Linked DNA regions of Mus musculus: regions 1, 2 and 4 are each linked to region 3. Evidence: chromatin contacts called from public ChIA-PET, Hi-C and promoter capture Hi-C data. All regions are on one chromosome and are shown on one strand. Each heading gives the region's core, a stretch centred on a gene start, on an enhancer-like site or on the middle of the called end of the contact. The rest is flanking DNA. Distances are from core to core; before and after follow the strand shown. Region 1 holds the start of B3gnt5 (UDP-GlcNAc:betaGal beta-1,3-N-acetylglucosaminyltransferase 5). Region 2 overlaps Klhl24 (kelch-like 24). Region 3 holds the start of Klhl6 (kelch-like 6). Region 4 has its middle 41 kb from the start of A930003A15Rik.

Evidence for each region. Promoter capture Hi-C pulls out the DNA fragments that hold promoters and counts their contacts. Hi-C and Micro-C count contacts between places; a contact is called where the count stands out from the background. ChIA-PET counts read pairs in DNA pulled down with a chosen protein or histone mark.
Region 1: a contact with region 3 is called in an RNA polymerase II ChIA-PET map of memory CD8 T cells, with 52 read pairs. The contact joins the promoter of B3gnt5 here to the promoter of Klhl6 in region 3. A contact is called at or near these places in 9 of 39 promoter capture datasets (the 3T3-L1 cell line, 3T3-L1-derived adipocytes, the C10 cell line and 5 more), 6 of 115 datasets of contacts at active chromatin or transcription factors (the 230-238 cell line, double positive thymocytes, effector CD8 T cells and 3 more) and 3 of 9 other capture datasets (adipose tissue, liver and macrophages).
Region 2: a contact with region 3 is called in a promoter capture Hi-C map of the HPC-7 cell line. The contact joins the enhancer-like site here to the promoter of Klhl6 in region 3. A contact is called at or near these places in 4 of 39 promoter capture datasets (3T3-L1-derived adipocytes, the C10 cell line, the HPC-7 cell line and 2 more), 1 of 484 Hi-C or Micro-C datasets (Th1 cells), 3 of 115 datasets of contacts at active chromatin or transcription factors (the SCID.adh cell line, embryonic stem cells and memory CD8 T cells) and 2 of 9 other capture datasets (adipose tissue and liver).
Region 4: a Hi-C map of hematopoietic stem and progenitor cells shows a contact between it and region 3, with 1.8 times the contacts expected there. The contact joins the enhancer-like site here to the promoter of Klhl6 in region 3. A contact is called at or near these places in 1 of 39 promoter capture datasets (the C10 cell line), 5 of 484 Hi-C or Micro-C datasets (bone marrow-derived macrophages, double positive thymocytes, granulocyte-monocyte progenitors and 2 more), 2 of 115 datasets of contacts at active chromatin or transcription factors (both in bone marrow-derived macrophages) and 1 of 9 other capture datasets (adipose tissue).

What each region holds. Positions count from the first base shown.
Region 1 is chr16:19,758,832-19,763,862 of GRCm38.p6, forward strand. It overlaps B3gnt5 (UDP-GlcNAc:betaGal beta-1,3-N-acetylglucosaminyltransferase 5), which reads left to right and starts at 1,403. Exons shown (of 4, transcript NM_054052.3): 1 at 1,403-1,646; 2 at 1,810-1,996.
Region 2 is chr16:20,125,385-20,130,768 of GRCm38.p6, forward strand. Klhl24 (kelch-like 24) reads left to right here. Exons shown (of 8, transcript NM_029436.3): 8 at 1-2,360. Among named protein-coding and RNA genes, the nearest start is that of Yeats2, 13 kb to the right of the region's middle. Within about 2 kb of position 1,252, at least 19 of the 459 cell types and tissues checked have an H3K27ac peak or open chromatin away from gene starts, as enhancers often do. A contact at or near this core is called in the HPC-7 cell line and the SCID.adh cell line, where this site is marked.
Region 3 is chr16:19,981,499-19,986,416 of GRCm38.p6, forward strand. It overlaps Klhl6 (kelch-like 6), which reads right to left and starts at 1,551. Exons shown (of 7, transcript NM_183390.3): 1 at 1,219-1,551. The coding sequence starts at 1,505.
Region 4 is chr16:19,841,068-19,846,274 of GRCm38.p6, forward strand. No RefSeq gene overlaps it. Among named protein-coding and RNA genes, the nearest start is that of A930003A15Rik, 41 kb to the right of the region's middle. Within about 2 kb of position 2,869, at least 28 of the 459 cell types and tissues checked have an H3K27ac peak or open chromatin away from gene starts, as enhancers often do. A contact at or near this core is called in bone marrow-derived macrophages, granulocyte-monocyte progenitors, hematopoietic stem and progenitor cells and 1 more, where this site is marked.

The DNA.
Region 1 (5,031 bases), core at 153-2,652, 220 kb before region 3:
CCTGGTGTGTGTGTCTGTGTCTGTGTCTGTGTGTGCGTGTGTGTGTGTGTGTGTGTGTGTGTGTGTGTGTGTGTAACATCATACATCATGGGCCTGTCATACATACATATATCTGTCTGGGCCCAGAGAGGTCATTCTGGGCCTCTTTGCCCTTCCTCATCTCTTAGCCTCAGGTTCTTTAACCATTACCCCTCCCACCCCAACTCTACAGCTCACTAATTTTTCTACTCTGGATTTTTAGTAGTAGTAGTAGTAGTAGTAGTAGTAGTAGTAGTAGTAGTAGCAGCAGCAGCAGCAGCAGCAGTATTATATGTATCCCTAGGCTAACCTGATACTCACTATGTGATCAAGGCTGCCTTTGAACTCATGAAAATCATTCTGAGTGCTGAGATTACAGGCATATGATACCATATGGGTTTACTTTTAAAATCATTAGTCCACATGTCTATTTGTATAGAGGTTGGAAAGGGGTGTGTGTGTGTGTGTGTGTGTGTGTGTGTGTATATTTTCTCATCAGTTCATATTTCCCATGTGCCTACCTATATAAACTGACACATGTAACTAGTTCCAAATGACCGAAAAGGAACAAAGTCCCACTTGAATATATGTATGTGAATACAAAATACACATGTGTTTTAGGGAGGACCATATAAAGGATTAGTCAGGATTTAAGAAGATAATTGGGGGGTGATTAACCCTGTAGGAACAATGAATGCTCCTCTTTATAGATCACTGTCAGACTCCATTAGGAGTCCCATTACATTAGTATTTCTGCTTGTGGTCTTCTGGACAGGTGAGTTAACAGCGAACCATGCCTTGTGTGAGTAACACATGAAAAGAATTTCAGGATTGGAAATACGCTGAAGGGCTTTTAAAATGCAGTTGCAAAATCTCCTAAAACTAGAGTTTGAAATAACAAGTGTGTTTTAAACTGATTCAGCAACTACTTTGAACTTACTGACTTTTACAATTACAAACCCATATTTGGACTTGACATTTTTGGATTTTTTTTCTTGTCCTGTTTTCAGTATGTATAACTACAAAACTGCTCAAAATAGGAGCTCTATTGAATGCTTCTATAAGGAAAAGTCTAGAACAGCATTTTTTTAAGCAAGCAATTAGCTACAAAAAAAAAAAAAAAAAAAGATTTATTTACTTGCTCCTTCAGCTGATGTCTACACTATCCTGATAATGTCTGGTTACAGGCCGAACAAGAACTTTCCTTTGGGCTCAGGTGCACATTTGGTCTTCTGAATCTATAGTTTAGTTATTAGCAAACAAGTGAGGCAATCGCTTCCTGGAGTCCTCACAGATAGCACTTTAGGGCGGGGCACGTCACCTTCACAGACCGGGGTAGGGGAGGGGCGGGGCTGAGCATTCCCGAGGAAGCCTGGAGTGGAGTGACCAAATAAGCAGCTGGAGGCTCCTGCGGCTGCGCCCCAGCCTGAGTGAGCCAAGACCCTTAATCAGGCCCGCCCCTCTCAGCCGGCTCTAGCCGGCTCCAGCGGGGTCTCTCTTGGAGCCCTGCCCTAGCTTCCTCGCTTACAACCGAAATTTAGTTTGCAACTTTTGTTCTTGAGACTTTTCCCCCAGGGCTTCTAGGAGGACAGCGGACCTCTGGGACATTTAAGGACTTGGGTTCCTCGGTGAGTTTTACAATGCTTGAAATTCCCTGGGTTGGAATGTAAATCAATGGGGAGGCTGAACACAGGGGAAGGGTCTGCTTTTAAAACGAACTGTTGCTGTGCAGTCATAAGGCGTGCAGTCTTCGCTTCAAATAAATGTGCGTTTCCTTTCTTTGTTACTTAGGCTCCCAGGAGCTCAAGTCCTAAGTGTCCTGACAGAAGACCGGCGGGCTCTTAGGGTTTGCTAGGAAACTACGAGACGATGGGAGAACCGCTGTCCACTCAAAACCTTCAGCTCGGAAATGACTAACTGAAACGTGGTTTGGATGAATGGGTCTCCAGTCTTAACCAACGCCGCTCCTGGATGAAAGGTCAGTCACTGCCCACCCAAAGTGCCCGCTGCATCCTACTGTGAGCCAAGGTCCCTCTGTCGGGGAGCGTGGCTTCGCAGTCTGCTTTAGACCGGGCACTCTCGAAGCCCCTGCAGAGTCTAAGTCTCTGGCTGGGCTAGCTTTGTGCCGGCTCTGAGGTTCTCCCCGAGGCTGCTAGCTGAGAGTCCCGGGACCCGCCCCACCTCTAGCTTCCCCTCCTCTAGCCCGGACCCGACCGGGAGGCGGGAAGGGGTGCAGAGGGTAGTCCACACGGGCGGCCCGGGGGCATCAGGGTGGAATGGTCAGGAAGACAGACGGCTCTTCGTTGCGAGCCGGGGCTTCCCGGTCCGGAGGTGCAGCGAAGAAGGGAGAGTTCCCTCGGCGAGCGCCTTTGTTCACTGCGGCCTGGTGGGCGCGAGCGCTGGGCGGCGACCACCCTAGGCCTAGCTGCCGCTTTTGTGCCGCAGGTACGATCCGACCCGCGGGGTCCAGAGCACCGGATTTACCCGGAATGCCAATGGGGAGAGGTGGCTGTGGTGTCGCGAAGCCAGGTCCAGCCTTGGCGCATCTTCAGTCTGGGTCCTGAGATTTATCAATGCTGGATTGAATTCGGGCTGACCGCCTAGGGTAGCTTGCACGTGAGGGAGCTGACCGGCTCTTTGGAATAGCTGCTAGCTGGAAAAGAAAAAAGAAAAGAAAACGGGAAAGCAGGCGGGTAGGAGAAATTGGGAAAAGATCTTTCTAATGAGAATCTCCTGTTTACTCCCATTTTCTTTAATATACTAGTAAAGTGATTGTTCAGATACCCGTAGATAAAAGTAACAGCTTTTGATTCACATTCTTTACAGCAGTAATGGTTTTCTTAGGTTATGGGTCATGTTACAGGGACACAGATGCCATCACAAGGTAGTCAGTGGTGGTAGAGCTAATTTTTAGGCTAACTTTCTGGTGAAAGTACATTCATTAAAATTAGATTTGCTCCTCTGTGCCTTTATTTTGGGAAACAGTCTGGTCCCCAGGGGCAGAGATGCCAGGAAGTGGTATATGAGAAAGTGAAACTGGCCCAGAAAAGTATGATTGAAGGTAGTGGTGCAGAAAATGACCCCACCCTTAACACTGAAAGGGTGATTTGTAAACAGTTGGTAAGTGTGGACTTCATCAAAAGGCAGCAGGGGATACAGGCTTGCAAGTCTGACTTTGGGTTCAATCTCTAGCACGAAGGAAAAGTTTGTCAAAAGAAATGTAGGGCATAGTGGTTTTGTTTTTGTTTTGTTGTGGTGGTTGTTGTCGTCGTTTTTGTTGTTGTTTGGATGAAAGATAAATTCAGTAACTAAAGGGTTTCCATCATATTCCTAAACCACTTTTCTTCTGTTGCGCTCTCTTTGCCTCTCCCCATCCTTGCCCTTTCCTCCCACTCCACCCCCACTTACATACCAAGCACTCAGCAAAGATGAGACTGACTGTGCACACCTGTAGATCTTCTGAGGAAGGGTTCCTTAGACATTTAAGATGATCTCCATGAGTGTTATGATGAGTACACTCTGAGACTGCAGCCCTTCCTGGGAGAAAAGTAACCCTATAGATCCTTATAATTGCTTTTCTTACAAAGAAAATTCAGAAGATGGGAAAGGGTTTTCAAAATGAAATCTAGGCCCTATTGAGTAAAAATGCACTTACATATTTCATTCAAAATCTGAATCAAAACTCCCTTTATAAAAACGGATGTGTCCAAACAGAGATTTATGGTGAAAGTCTGTAGATTTCTAATTCTCAGGTCTGTAACAGCTTGGATAATAAGTCATGGATTTCTAAATGGGTCATCTTTTTAAATGGGTCACTTTGGATAGAATCATTACACTTGCTGACTTACAAATTGTAAACGTTGAGTTCCGTCTGCAGCCCAAGTGTATTCAAATTTAAGTTTCAGAACATATATTGGAAGATACTGGGAAGATACAGAAGTTAGTTTTTTTTTCCCAAAGTCACAAAGTAGATGCACTTGTGCTAGGGATTTTGTATGTGCTCAATTGAGCGGATCCAAGCAAATTATTCAGAGTTCCACCATTGAACTCTGGCAGCAGAGATGTAAGATAACGGGATCGACAATTACTTACAGTATACAGTGCACATTATAGTATATAGTATACATTACTTTTTATATTTCCATATACTCCCTTGTCATCTTTATATTTAAAGAGAAGAAGCTTGGTCAGATAAAATATAAATTTTAAATAAACAAAATGACCTTTTCCCATTTAATCTTTTACTTTGTTTACTATGAAAATTGAGCATTCATTTAAGCATTAACTAGATGGTCAGGAAAAGAAAACCTTCTCCATATAAGGAATGAAATTTAAATAGCATCGACTTACTTCTTTATGCCCTAGTTGTGATTGTTTCTGTACTAGAAGTGGGGCTTGCTTTAATTTCTTTTCTCCCATAAAGGGGCCAATAATATTGAGTCATTCCCACTATGAAGGAAAAACAAAAACCAGACAAGAAACTAATCCTGGAAGAGCCAAACTAACTCAGGCTGTGGCAATGGAGCCCAGCCACCATTCCCGGAACTCCAGTGTTGCTCTGAGCTGTCCAGCCCTGGGCAGAATGAGCTGACAGGAAGAGCTCTGATTTCAGTCCCATAGTATGGGACCACAAGTCCTGAAAGTGAGTGGCTGATTTGGAGGTCAAAAGGCTCTGGAGTCCATTCTGCTTTCTCTGGCAAAGACTCTCTCTCTCCCTCCCCCCTCCCTCTCCCTCTCCCTCTCCCTTACCCCCTCTCCCTTCCCTTCCCCCCCTCCCCTTCCTTTTCTCTCCCTTTCTCCATTTTTTAAAAATAATTGTCAGGGACTTATTATCTTCTTTTCATAGACTCTTACTTTAGTTTCTATGTGTATAAAGTTGCGGAACTGTACTCTGTTTTGTAATTATACAAAATACTTAGTTTCAGAGGACTGAGCAAAACCCATATTCTGTTCTCTCACTTTAAGATCACTTATCAGTGAAAGGATTGAGTTTCCCTAAACCCTTAGTTTCTA
Region 2 (5,384 bases), core at 2-2,501, 140 kb after region 3:
ACAAATGATAATTGTTATTCTCATGTATATTTGTAAGATCATGTCCATTCATAAATATATATAAAAGACTTGGTCAAAGTAAATTTGTATTTTAGTATTTTTGTCTGTTGTAAAAGTATTATCTACTTGTATCTTATAATGTTTATCTTTCATATATTCTCATGTTTATTGCAGTAAATTGGAAAAAATCCTGAAAATCAGAATTTGTTCAAACAAATTAATTTTTATGTTACAAATTATATTAAAAGTTACCAGAAAGTACCTGAATCCTAGAAAATTAACTTTTAAAAGCTACCCAATTGGTATTTTAACTTCCTTTAATTACTTACCTTTGCTAATCCTTGATAAATAATAGTGGTAAGCCCTGGTTTAAAAAATAATAATTTTGCCGGGCAGTGGTGGCACACGCCTTTAATACCAGCACTTGAGGGGCAGAGGCAGGCAAATTTCTGAGTTCCAGGACAGCCAGGGCTACACAGAGAAACTATGTCCTGAAAAAAATAATTAATTTTAGGGTATAATAAATGTATTAAAAGGGCTATATCAACCATCCTAGAGTCAGACTATCTTCATTCTGTTATCCCATAATTGGCAGACTTTCTTTTGATAGGTGATGTTTATATGAGCCTCTAAGTTAGGATGTGTGTGTGTTTATATGTAGATAGTATGATGTGTACATATATCACAAACACCCAATGGTTTTTGCAGTTTAATTATCAGAAATTTGTATAAATTAAAAAATTAGTTGATCATAGACAATTTGATTACATAAGACTAAATTTGAACATTTCTAGAGTACTCTTTATTGTTGAGACAGGATCTCTGTAGCCTGTGCTAGCCTCAAACTCTTAGCAATTCTTTGCCTTCTGAGAGCTGCAGTTAGAAGAGGAAGCCAGGACCATTTTCTAAAATAAGCATTTCATCTGAAAGTGCAGATCTGGTCTTAAGGATCTGTGCACCTGTGTAACTACAGCGTTACAAGGCCAGGAAGCAGACCTGGAGATCTGTGTAACGACAGTGTTACAAGGTCAGAAAGCAGACCTGGAGATCTGTGTAACGACAGTGTTACAAGGCCAGGAAGCAGACCTGGAGATCTGTGTAACGACAGTGTTACAAGGCCAGGAAGCAGACCTGGAGATCTGTGTAACGACAGTGTTACAAGGCCAGGAAGCAGACCTGGAGAGAAGCGTGCAAACACCGCTTGTGGCTGTTCAGTTGGAAAGGTCATATGTTTTGTGAATCAACAGGAAATTACAGTTGGTTTTTGTGTACATTTTCATGAACTTGAATCCTCCTCCAAGTCTTCTCCATGTACTCCACAAGGTGGCCTGACTTCCTCCCTGTCTGCTGTACTCTCCCACACTGACTGACTGACAGGAATTGGGTTCTCCACAGCCGTTTGTCATAGATGGGCGGTTGGGATCCAGGTGTTTACTCCATTGGAATCAGGTTTTAAACGACCAAATGCTCAGGGAGGGCATTGGCTTGTCTGAGTCACCCATCGGGTGTGCAAAGCACTCTCACCATTTAGTTGATGGCTCTAGACGGATATGTTTCAGAAATTTCACTTCTAGCAGTGGTTAAACATCCATTCTGCTTGGAAAGATGACAGTGCTTGGTGAGCCGGCACACTCTCCTGGTGAATATGAATTGTTTCTGCATCTGCTGTCAGACCCCCATTTTGAAACTCAGGAAAGACAAAGGTGGGTTTTCTGCTTTTGTCATTGTCCAACCCAGGTGTGTGCTGCTTTTTCCTGATCTGACAGTAGATTTTTAAAAATCACTCTGAGAGCCCATGCACATACACGAAGAGAGAACGGGAGTTGGATTATTTGTGTGTGCCTTTAACGTCTTGAGAGGATACATCCTACAGACTTCATGTGGTACCAAGATAATGTCCGGAAGCTTCCTGTGGACTGCCTCATAGTCAACCCAAGACATTACTAGTTAAAACGATTTGGTCTTGCTGGAGTTAGTGGTACAGAGCTGAGTGTGGTGGCAATGTCTGATTCCAGTCCTTGGGAGATGTGACAAGAAGATCAGGAAAGTTCCAGGACAGCCATGGCAACAGAGCCAGTTTGAGGTCAGAGTTGGCCACATGAATTCCCATGTGAGAAACAGTAATGGCATTGATTGGCATTGTGTAGAAAGCTGGAATGATATCATTTCATCCATTATTATGTTCCAAACCACATAACCAACATGAAAATTCACTGTATCACGTAACCAGAATGAAGCAGGTTCGCTGACCTGTGATGCAATAGATTTGACTAGCTAATTATGCTTCTTGCCACATCTAGTGCTAGGCATCAAACAGCACTTCCAGGTGTATAAACTAATACCAGAGATGTTTCAAAATATTTTAGACATTTTAAAGTGTTTTATTTGTAAGCGGGTTGCGAGATGGCTCAGCGGTTAGGAGCAAGCACTAGCAATTGCTGCTGTAGCAGAGGATCTGGCTTGGGTTCCAAGCACCTTCATTGTGGCTAACAATTGTCTGTAACTCTAGTCACTGGGGTTCTACTACTCTCTGGCCTCTACAGGCACACATGATGCATATACATGATATGCAAACTGTCATAGTACAGGCAAAACATACACATAAAAATAAGTATCACGGGCTGGTGAGATGGCTCAGTGGGTAAGAGCACCCGACTGCTCTTCTGAAGGTCCGGAGTTCAAATCCCAGCAACCACATGGTGGCTCACAACCATCTGTAACGAGATCTGACTCCCTCTTCTGGAGTGTCTGAGGACAGCTACAGTGTACTTACATATAACCAATAAATAAATCTTTAAAAAAAAATAAGTATCACTAAAATGTTGTATGTGAGCCTTTTACATGTGTGTGGTTGCCTTAAATATCAAACTTATACAGTGCTAAAGGTGATAGAACATAGAAAGTGAAGTCATAACTTCATATATTGTTCCAAAGAAGTTTTGTTTTAATGTTTGTGCCTTAAGCTACCCAGTGCCATTTTAGTCTGATAAACCTCAGTATTGGTTTTTGAGGGTCTAGTTTTGTTTTATTTTTTGAGTCCGGGCGATATAGATCCAAGGCTTGCCTAAAACTCTGTTTTGCTGAAAATGATCTTGAACTCCAATCATTCTGTCATAGCTCCCAAGTGCTTGGATGATAGCTTGTGCCACCATGCTTGGCTGTGTGGGTTTCTGTGGTCTGGGTGGGTTGTTTGGTTGGTTCTTCAATTGGTTGATTTAATGTAGCCCTGGCTAACCTGGAACTCAGTATATGACCAGGTTGACCTTGAGCTAGTGGCAATTCTCCTGCCTCTGTCTGTGAGTGCTGATGCTTTTGTGAATACCAGCTGCCTGCTAGGCAGAAAGAGAATGTTAACTGAGGTTGTTGCTTGGAGTTTTACATTTTTAACTTTTGGTACCTAGGTGCTTTGTAAAATACTCAGATAAATACCCACTGAGCTATTTGGAATAGTGAAGAGTATGCGTAGTTATTTCTGTTTGTCATTATATTAGTAGTGCTGCTCCAGGCTTTTCCTTGAGAAAACACTTCCTCTTCATCGCTCCCGCTCCTGCAGTGTGAGTCTCCAGAGCTATCGAAGGCTTTCAGAACCGAACAAGTGTGCGTGCTTTTCTGTAACTTCCACACAGCCATTGCCTAGAGTGAATGCTCACAGTGAAGAAAGGAGTGTTCTCCATGTCCTTGTTCTCCGTTCAGCAGTAGTACAGTAATGTAGTACAGTAATGCTTACAGTTTTGTTTAATTGCACTTCCTCCATAGTTTAAATTTTTAAAAGTTGTATCTAATGTCTTTTAAACATTACTTGACTATATGGTTACATTAAATTTTGTTTACCAAAAATCTGATGAGTTTTAAGTTTGGTTTTTTTTTTAATATACCTAAATGATTGTGCAAAAAAGGGGCAAGGGGGAAATCAGATGTTTATATTTACCAGAATAACCATAAAATAATTCAGAACATAAACAAGAAACTAAAATAGTAACTTGAGAAAAGGAAAGGTGGCCAACAAGAATACTAATGTTAGTGTGTGTTGAGTGTGGCCCTGGTGTGATGGCTGGTGTTAAAATGGAGCTGTTCAGATGAAGCAGAAGAAAGGTGATAAAGGCATGTTAATACAGCTTATCTGTGAGGTGTAAGGGAATAAAGACATGTTAATACAGCTCATCTGTGAGGTGTAAGGGAATAAAGACATGTTAATACAGCTCATCTGTGAGGTGTAAGGGAATAAAGACATGTTAATACAGCTCATCTGTGAGGTGTAAGGGAATAAAGACATGTTAATACAGCTTATCTGTGAGGTGTAAGGGAATAAAGACATGTTAATACAGCTTATCTGTGAGGTGTAAGGGAATAAAGACATGTTAATACAGCTCATCTGTGAGGTGTAAGGGAATAAAGACATGTTAATACAGCTCATCTGTGAGGTGTAAGGGAATAAAGACATGTTAATACAGCTCATCTGTGAGGTGTAAGGGAATAAAGACATGTTAATACAGCTCATCTGTGAGGTGTAAGGGAATAAAGACATGTTAATACAGCTCATCTGTGAGGTGTAAGGGAATAAAGACATGTTAATACAGCTCATCTGTGAGGTGTAAGGGAATAAAGACATGTTAATACAGCTCATCTGTGAAGTGTAAGGGAATAAAGACATGTTAATACAGCTCATCTGTGAGGTGTAAGGGAATAAAGACATGTTAATACAGCTCATCTGTGAGGTGAAAAAGGGAAAGGCACCCGGAGGCAGGACACAGACACACCCAAGGCCAGAGTCACTTATACCCACAGAGGGCAGAAAAGGGTATTGGATCTCCCTGAACTTGAGTTACAGCTGTAAGCTACCGTGTGTGTGTGTGTGTGTGTGTGTGTGTGTGTGTGTGTGTGTGTGTGTGTGTGTGTGTCTCTGCTTTGCTGTCTGAAGCCATGAAGATCTTGTTCATTGGGGAGGTTCTTTGTTTTTGGCATACCCATTCATATTAAAGGAAATTTGTAAATGGTTCTGGATGTTGGCGCCTTGTCAAAATTAAATGCTACCCCAGTTCTGAGTTGTATCTATGGACCAGCTGCTTTGTGGACAAAATCCTGCCTGATTTTGAGATCATTTGGCCTCTTACCTATTGTGATAACAGGGCACGTTTTCCATTCTTGAGGCACTCTCATTAAAAGTCCAGTCTCCTGGTGCATGATGGTACAGGCCTATAATCTCACTTGGGAGAGATTAAAGGCATGTGAATCTCTTCAGTGCAGGACCAGCCTACTTTACATATTTAGCTTGCAGCCAGCCACGGCTACACAGTGAAACCCCATCTTAAGAACAAACAAGAACTATGAACCACTGACTTTAATTATCAGAGGTTGTCCCAAAATTGTGCTCTGTTGGAAAGTTT
Region 3 (4,918 bases), core at 301-2,800:
ATTATATATATTCACATGTTATTTTCTTAAAATCCTCAACCAGAACTGAAAGGTAGGAAAATCTCACTAAAAATAAAGTGATTTTTTTCCCCCTACTTTCCAAAACACCTCCCTTATCCACACCATCCTTACTCACTGGTTCTCTGTCATTACCACACTAATGTTGACAATGCTGGTCCAGCTGTATTCATACAAGGTTTCAACAAAGATTTTATGAGCAAATGTATCTACCAGGCACTGTGTGAGATCTTTTCACTAAGAGGATCATTACAACAATGATAAAAGAAAACTGTCACTATACCCATCTACCAGTTGAAATTCAGAGTCGCCTAAAATCTCATGGCCAAGAAAGGGCTCAAGTGACATGGAAACATAGTGTCATCTCACTATGACACCTCAGGAGCCTTTCACATCCAGAGGCTTCTTGCATTGTTTGTCCTTCCCACCACTCCTTGTACACCAGAAACCCCTAATTTTCAGCACGTTATGTGATAACTCCAAGAGTGAGGCCACATTTTTTTCTCTACCTCTACTGATGAACAAAGACAACATCATGTTTTAAACACATTAGTCAAACTGAAGAAAGAGGGGAAAAAAATCCCCCTGGCTTAAGTAACGTCACACCCTTAAAATCAAGGACATAGTGTGGTGTGTGTGTGTGTGTGTGTGTGTGTGTGTGTGTGTGTGTGTGTGTTTAAAGCATATTTTCAATTTTATCATTCCCAAAGTACACTTGTCAAGGTAAAAGATAACAAAACATATTTTTAAAGTATGTTAGCTTGACTCTAAGAGATGATAAAGGATATTAAGACAGAGAATTAAGTCTTTCAAAGAAAAGTATCCGAATGGTGGAATCAGACCAAGGATGAGATGAAAGGTTCCAAGTAATAAATAATAAAATACTGCTTCTAAATGGTCCCAGTTTCTCTTGACCTAAATCAAAATTCTAAAGGTTGATAGTTTCCTTTCTTACATTTTAAGTAGGCACAAACCTTAGTGTATAAGCATACATATTTATATTATACATAGTACATAAGGTAATATATAATACAACATGATACCTAACATACTCTATGTAAGAATATATATAACCATAAATGTAACAGCAAACAAATCAGACTGAGCTTGCTCAGTCTTGTAGATTACAGAGCTCTCGCATCTACAGATGTTTTCCTTGCAATATACATGCAGTTTGACTCGGATTCAAAGCAGACTGACCTGAAATAGTTGCTGGCTGCAGCAAGCACCACTCGATGGCAAGAGAATTCCTGAACATCCACACACAAGATGACGTCTGTCAAAGCATTTTCCTCTCTCAGCGTCTCCAGGCCGTTCTGAAGAATTAAAGAAAGTCTCGTGTCGTCAAATTTTACCTTCTCCCCAGTTAATATTTCCACCAAGTCTCCCCTTTTCTGGGAGGACTTGTCTGTAGTCAGTGCTAAGGGTCCTTCCAAGCTCCTCTCTACCACATCGCTCATGGTGCAGGCGCCTCTTTGTCCTGCCATCAACGTCTAGACTAAAGGAGCTGCCAAGTTTCGGGGAGGTCACACTGCAGAAGCTGAACGGATTTCCTGCACAGGCCCCTCCACTTATCACCAGCTGTCACACATACATAACAGGAAGTCTCACACTTTCTCATCCTGTTACTACAAACACCACCAACTCCTCCTCTTCTTTCTGTGGACTGTCACAGGGTTAGGAATGTCTTTGAGTGGGTGCGTAGATCAGGGATCTGGTGGGGGTGGGGGGGGGGGGGAAGGTAGCTTATCTGTGTCTCCCGGGAGTACGGTTTAGTCCTCTCCCACCTCACGCAAACCTCTGCTTCCAGTTATTATCTGTTTACTTATACCTGCATCAACAACTAAGACTTCAGAGAGGAACTGCATAGGGGGACTTCTCTGTCTCCCACTATCTGAGACCCCTTTGGAGCCTTACCTTTCTTCTGAATATCCCTATAAACTTTCTTTCTGAATTTTAGGGCTTCTCTAACACATACCTTCAAATTTCTCCATCTTCCTTCTGCAAATGATTTCCAAGGGCCTAAGAATCACATGCTCAGATTTAATGAAAGCTATGACCATACTCCTGGTATCAGTCTTCTGTATTAGTTACATCGTTCTGATCATATTATCTGACAGAAAAAATATTTAAGGAACAAAAGATTTATTTTGGTCCAGGATATCTGCCCACTATGCCTGGAAGCGGATGGGATAGTGGGTCAGTCTCCAACAATAACACCACGTGGCATATGTTGTTCACATGGTGGTAGCTCAGAAGGGTACCAGTAACCTTCAAAGGCCTTCCCCTAAATGACCTAATTATACAAATTAGGCTGTACTTCATAAAGGTTCCATAGCCTCCCTAATAACACCAGTTGACAAATAAACGTTCAAGACATAGGCTTATGGCATGACATTTCAGGTTCAAATCATAAAAATGCTTCTAACTATATCCTCTGGTAATGCTGAAAACAATACACAATGACATGAGCCTCTTCATGACAACTTATACCATACTCTCTCAAATTATAGACATAAGGCCAAAACTGCTCTAGCTCCTTACCTCCTCCCAAACACACACACAATAAAATAAAATTCAGTTTCTCATTCATGAGTGTATCTACCAAACTCCTTATTGTTTTATATTTATTTTTCACATGCCTTAAAAACTACTAATGAGGCCATCATTGGGAAGAGAGGCCCCTTGGTCTTGCAAACTTTATATGCCCCATTTCAGGGGAACACCAGGGCCAAGAAGTGGGAGTGAGTGGGTAGGGGAGCAGGGCGGGGGGAGAGTATAGGGAACTTTCGGGGTAGCATTTGAAATGTAAATAAAGAAAATATCTAATTAAAAAAAAAATGAATGTAGCCAGATAGGAATGAGATGTAGACCTCTCAGCTCCTCCTGCATCATGCCTGCCTGGATGTTGCTATGTTCCTGTCTTGCTGATAATGGATTGAACCTCTAAACCTGTTAGGCAATCCTAATTAAATATTATCTTTTATAAGAGTTGTCTTGGTCATGGTGTCTGTTCACAGCGGTAAAACCTAACTAAGACATGTGTCAACCTAAATATATTCTAAGATTCATCATTAACTAGTTCAGTCTTTATAAGCACTGATAGATTATTTCTCTTCCAGTGAAGTAAGCCAATTTAAGCCAGATTAGAGTATAATAAAGGCAGGTTTATTTAGAAGCTGATCTCAGGTGGGTTCACTGGCCCAAAGGACAAGGCCCTTCCAATAAAATACAAAAGCCACTAGCAAAAAGCTTGTTGTCTGTTTGTTGTGTTTGTTTGCTAGTTTTTGAGACAAGTTCTTGCTCTCTAGACCCAGCTGTCTTGGAACTCATAAAGATTTACTGGTTTCTGTCTTCTCAGTGCTGGTATTAAAGGTGTGTGCCACCATGTCTAGCTAGCAAAAACTTTAGTACTGTGTAGATATTCTAACTATATATTTCTGTCTCAGTTAGCTTTATGATACGCACGTGAAATAGACTCTGTTCTCATAGAAGTGGGTAGCTGTGATGGTTAGTGTTGATCATCAAATTGTCAAGATCAAGAATCACTTAAGTTCACATCCCTAGCACCCACATGGGAGCTGGGTGTGGTAGTGTTTATCTGTAATTCTAGTACTGTGTGGTAGAGACAGGAGTGATAAAAACAGGAAATAAAAACTGGTCAGGCAGTTTTAGGGCAGAAAATTCACTCAGCAATGAGTAAACCTCAACCCTACACAAAGAACTATAAGCAACTAATGAATGCTGAGAGTAGGAGAAATAGTTTTCCCCAGGGTAGAGTACATGAACTTTACACTTCCAGGATGATCAATCTTGAAAAGATATATCCAAGTGACACTGTATAGACTGAGCAGTTTGTATTTATGTATTTATGAATATATATGTACATACATATATATGTAACAACAGTTCATGAAAAGAGGAAGCTATGGGCTTGAAAGCAAGTGAGGAGGAGTGCATAGGAGGGCTTGGAGAAAGGAAGGGGAAGAGAAAAGTGATGAAATTGTATCTCAAAAAATAAAATAAAAAACTAAAAGCAAAAATAAAGTATCTTGTAAGAATGGATTTTTAAAAAAGAAACAGAAAGAGGATCTGAAGACAAAATAATTTAGTAATAGTGAATTTGAAGCCATATTGTATAATCATTATGTTATCCTCTTTCTAGCTATGGTAGCACTAAACAATGACAGGCCCTTGTCTCCTACCTCATCTTAAAACTGCAAAGAAGATGTTAGAATATTCAGCTCCTGTTGTTAAGCAATTTACTCTGAGATAAAACCTCTATCTTAGAAGGAAGAATCTTTTTTTTTTTTTTATCACAATAATCAGGGTGAGGCTAGTGAGCCAAGCTATTAGAAATGTTTTTCTTTTTATATATATTTTTATTAGGTATTTTCCTCATTTACATTTCCAATGCTATCCCAAAAGTCCCCCATACCCTACCCCCACTCCCCTACCCACCCACTCCCACTTTTTGGCCCTGGCATTCCCCTGTACTGGGGCATATACAGTTTGCGTGTCCAATGGGCCTCTCTTTCCAGTGATGGCCGACTAGGCCATCTTTTGATACATATGCAGCTAGAGTCAAGAGCTCCGGGGTACTGGTTAGTTCATAATGTTGTTCTACCTATAGGGTCGGGATCCATCCCATAATCAGCTTCCAAACACTGACACCATTGCACACACTAGCAAGATTTTGCTGAAAGGACCCAGATATAGCTCTCTCTTGTGAGACTATGCTGGGGCCTAGCAAACACAGAAGTGGATGCTCACAGTCAGGTATTGGATGGACCACAGGGCCCCCAATGGAGGAGCTAGAGAAAGTAGCCAAGGAGCTAGAAGGAAGAATCTTAAGAAAAGAGGATGCTCTAATAAAAGGTAAAACATTCCATCCTTCAGA
Region 4 (5,207 bases), core at 1,619-4,118, 140 kb before region 3:
AATAACCAATAAAAAAAAGTTGGCATAAAACTATCCCGAATAAACATCCTTTTGTCTGGTTGGTTGGTTGGTTCCTGAAACTCACTTTTTTTTCCCCTGAGACAGGGTTTCTCTGTGTAACCCTGGCCGTCCTGGAACTCACTTTATGGCCAGGTGTTCCTTGAATTCACAGAGATCTACCTGCTTCTACCTCCCAAGTGCTGCGATTAAAGGCATGCCTCACCACACCTGGTGTAAACATCCTTTTATTTGAGGTTACCAGTACCATCCATATCTAGGGTGTGGCTTCTCAATTCAAATAGCCTATCAAAAAAAAAATTGCAGCTTACTTCTTAAACGAATTCTGAGCCAGTCAAGCTGAGAAGCAAGAAAACCATCACACAGAGGGAAGTAGCAGAAAACATGTAATAGAAAGCAGAGGGAAGGAGAACACTAAAAATGAAAAGGTTTAAGTCAAGACAAGGGCAGGGGCTTGGGAAGAGATGGAGTGTGAAAGAGAGCAAACCAAAACTAAGGACAAATAAAAGAAGACATACAGAGGCCCACTATATAATCTAATTTTAAAATGCAATTTTTTAAAAAAGTAACTTGAATAGAGGTACCCTGAATAGGTGGATAATGATATTCCCAGAAAATACCAAGTGGAAATTGTAGTGTCAAGAGTGGGACATCTCCCTATGAGTTGTTGGTCCTATGGGCCTACGAGGCCCCCAAACGAACATAGTCTATTCCCATTGTTTTTAGTTGCCTACCAGAATAGTATGGTGAGAGCCTATCGATGGAAACAATCCACATTTTGGTCTCATGACAGAGAAATCAAACTGGAACAGAGATGGAAACAGAGATGGAAGCTTCTTTCCTACAAGCTAGCATTCATAGTGCTGGAAGATGCTCTGCAGTCTTTAAGGGAAGAAAACACACCAACAGTCCTGCTCAGCTGTCAATCCTGTGTGTACCATAACTGATCTGCCAAGCAAGTTGTGTCCACTGGTGCAATTGGATTTAAGGCCTTTTTTGATGGGAGAGTACTCCTATTGTAAATCTACTCAAAAACCCATAGTTGGGGAGATCACAGGCTCTAATAAGAAACCAACAAGTATTGCTTTATTAAATGTACAAGTTGTGAAGCTGTTTCTAAATATTTGCAATTATACCTATAGATTAGTGTGGCACTCAGTCAGAAAACCTTCTCTTTGCAACCTTTTGGCAGAGGGATGTGGTCCTTGCAGTCATGAGCTCACTGCATCTGTGATTACCTTCACAAGACGTGAACAAGAATGAGCCCTTGAACATCCAGAGAATAACCTACCATGGCTGTACTTTTAGTCTCTAATGAGTGAATTTACTAAGTGTGTAACAAGCAAAAGTAAAAAGACAAATAGAATGTAGCAGACAGAGAACTGACTATCATCAAACTGGCCACTTCCAACATCCAGCAGAAGTCAAATGGGGAAGCTGTACAGATGCAACAGCTGAAGTTTCTGATTGAGGGTCTCGGGTACAGTAGAATGTTGACTGCCTTTGTGGGAGGCTGGTTTGAGTTCACAGTTCCTGAGGCACTGTGTTCCTTTCAGCTCCCGATTTTGTTCTTTTGTTCTTTTGTTTTCTTTTTGTTTTTGTTGTTCTTCTGACTGAAATAGCTCTGTGCCTTCAGAGATCCTATTACCCAATTACAAAACACCATGGTAATAGAGTCAAATTAGGTGATAAGTTTCCTTACAGGCACAGTGTTACCTCATACCCTTCTCCATCAAGATAACAGTGACACACCAAAGGTATTCAGAAAGTAGGCAAGGAAGTGAAGCCCTTCTGTTGTAACCCAAACCAGCCATAAAGTGAGGTCACTGTAAATTTCAAGGAGAGAGGCATCTTTCTCCTGCACTGAGCATGCTGCCGGTTTTTCTATTTATCAATTCTTTTCTTGCTTTATGCTATGTTATGAAAACTAGGAACCATTGCAAACTGGGAAGGGCTATACTGACTGTTAACCAGGTAGCATCCAACACTATGCAAATCATGATAAATAGGACTTATAGAAGCACAGGACTGACATTGGTTTTTGGAACCTGAACTAAAAATTGGAGATCAATATTCAGGTCAAATTTACTGTTTGGGGCTCTCTTGCTCTTTGTCTGTGCTTGATATAGAGAAGGAAAAGAGGGGTAGGGGTAAGCCAAAGCCAGAAGTGGACATGCTAACTGGCCTGACAGCTGCTCCCTCAAAGGAGACAAACAGCATTCCAAGTGAGGGAAACAATGTTTCCTAGTTTTCCAGAAAATAACCAAGGAGAAGAAAACAGAAAAAAAAAGAACTGAAGCCCAAACAATACAGCTTTCTCTGTCTCTGCCTTGATTCAGAAGCAGTCAGATGCAAAACTCACTGAGACTTAAAAGGAGGAAGTGAGGTGGGCAGTGGTGGCGCATACCTTTAATTCCCGCACTTAGGAGGCAGAGGCAGGCAGATGTCTGAGTTCAAGGCCAGCCTGATCTACAGAGAGTTCCAGGACAGTCAGGGCAACACAGAGAGAAACCCTGTCAAAGAAAGAAAAAATAAATAAATAAGGAAGTGAAGCACCATGAAATTCACCCATTTGTTGAAGGTTCGCTGTTAATGGGAAGAAGTTTGCTAAAAATGATGATCAGTATTCTGAAATGCAAGTGAGTCACAGTCCAAGTTCAACTACCTGAATCCAGGAGAGGACAATCCACAAAGAGAAGTGGAGGTTTCTCTCTCCCCATCAGTGTGCTCCACTGTACTACCACAAACATAACTTATCCAGACTAGATCCTACCACACACATTTATACCTAGTGCCCAAACTAGAAGTCCTACAGACATTTCCTGAAAATATGTGTTAGGGCAATGAACTCAGTAGAGACCAAAAACCAAAATCAAACCAAAAAAAAAAAACCATTTTCCCATTTTGCAGAGTCATGAGAGAAGCAGAAGTAACTTATTTTCATATGCTCTGGTATTTTAAAATGTAGAAACTTGGAGATTTGGAGAAATCACAGAAAGAAAACTGGGAAAGCAGGTTGGTTCAGAAGTGCTTCTGCTAAAGATAGGAGATCAAGATGAAAGCCTAAGAATGTGTAGGAATCTTACATACAAGGGCTGGGTGGGGTGTCCTTGTTAAGAATGGTGCCAGAGAAGCCCAGAGAAGGTGTCTTCTCAGTGCAACGAGCCACTCCCTCAGAGGTACACATTTGTTGGTGTGTCGCATTTATGCATATCATACATAGTACTGGTAAAAGAGATCAAGGAATTAATGACATAAAGTGGACTACTGAACTTTAAAAAGGTGTGTTAAAGTAAACCTAGTCTTCCTGTAAGGCAAAAAGAAAACAAAACCATAAAATAAAGCGTTTTATGAGTAGGTTTGGTTAAGGCAATTCACACCCTAGTCTCCACAGATGGGACCAGACTCCAGGTAGCCTTTCAATTTCAAAGCTGGAGTTGACCTCCAGGTCCTATAAGTCAAGTGTAAAGCAATCACCAGGTCAAACACTTGGCTACTGTGTAAATTCTTAGCCAGCTGCAGTTAATGATAAGGTCATGAGCAATATCAATTTAGGGTAGGTCAAGGCCTTCTGGCCCATGTCTCCCAGCTTAGAAAGTAGATGCAGCACTGTCCAGAATCAGGGTTCAGACTTGGGTCTAGATCTCTCTCTCAATGGTCTGTCTAACTCCTCCTTCTGTGGAATACTGAGTACGTGTTGCCTGATGTGTCATGCAGATGTTGAGACATGTATTAAAGGAACAGAAATAATAGATGTGGGAAAAAAAGCATTCATGTTGAAGACTGGGACTATGAGATTTTTTTCAACTGTGACTTTAGATGTCCTGAATCCATGCCTTCATTTCTCCACTGGACAATGACAATTATAAAATCTGCCCCTAACCTTTATATTTCGGGAAGAGAAATTCTGTAGTTCTTGGTCTGATCAGAATTCTTTGATCATCAACATATGCTTGGCCCAGAGAGTGGCATGGTTTGGAGGTGTAGCCTTGTTGGAACAGGTGTGGCCTTGTTGGAGGAAGTGTGTCACTGTGAGCAAAGGTTTTAAGACCCTCATCCTAGCTGCCTGGTAACCAGTCTTCTAGTGGCCTTCAGAAGAAGATATAGATCTCTCAGCTTCTCCTACACCATGCCTGCCTGGGTACTGCCACGCTTCCCCTCATAATGATAATGGATTGAACCGCTAAACCTTTAAGCAAGTCCCAATTACATGTTGTCCTTTATAAGAGCTGTCATACTCATGGTGCCGGTTCACAGCAGTAAAACTAAGACAGCATTGATCACATATGACAAGGGACATTAGTTAGAAAGCCAGATGAACCCTAAACTAGGACAGTGAGTCAGTAACCCAGGCACATCAGCAATCCAATCAGCTTTTCTTCACTCTGCATTGTTTATTAACTTCCCATGTGTGCATCATGGTCATAATAGATACTTGCATGGTAATACACTGTGCACATATGTATTCTTTCTGAATGATAGGTCAGGAATGCTGCTGAGTTACTGGTGACCATGAACTCTGCAAATGGAAAACTTTATTTTCACCCAATTCTACCACATGAGATATATGGAGCAAGTACAATGCGTCAGAAAGCAGACAATAGTATTTAGCTCACATAGAAATGCTTATAAGATAGGTTATTTGTGAAGTTCTCCTCTGAGGTATGTTTAAACTCTGCAAACTCTGGAACAAAGTAAAGGACTGTGATAGCAAATGTGCTAATGTCATAGTTCTCATCTCACCTTACAACATCAAGTTAGAAGAGGTCATATAGCTCTTATAAACTAGAATTTAGGATAAGCTAGTATCGAATAAATCTCTTGCCTCCTACCTCCTGCTCAACAGTATTGTAAGAATTCTATTTAGAGCCTTTTGAAGAGTGTCACTATACATAAACAGAAATATTTATTAGCTAGGATAATACCTATGTCAACACAAATGTATACACAATTTTATTGTTCATTTTTGTAGTCAGATGAGATATCACATCTCAACCACAAGCACATAACAGAGAGCAAACAGAAGTGGCAAGAGGATTGTAATCCAAAAGCCCACTCCCCGTGACCTCTCCAAACAGTTCCACCAACTCGGTACCAGGTGTTTAAATGTGCAATGAGGGGCTTTTCTCCTTCAAACTACCACATTGCATTTCCTGACCCCAATGGGCCATAGCTACATCATAATGAAA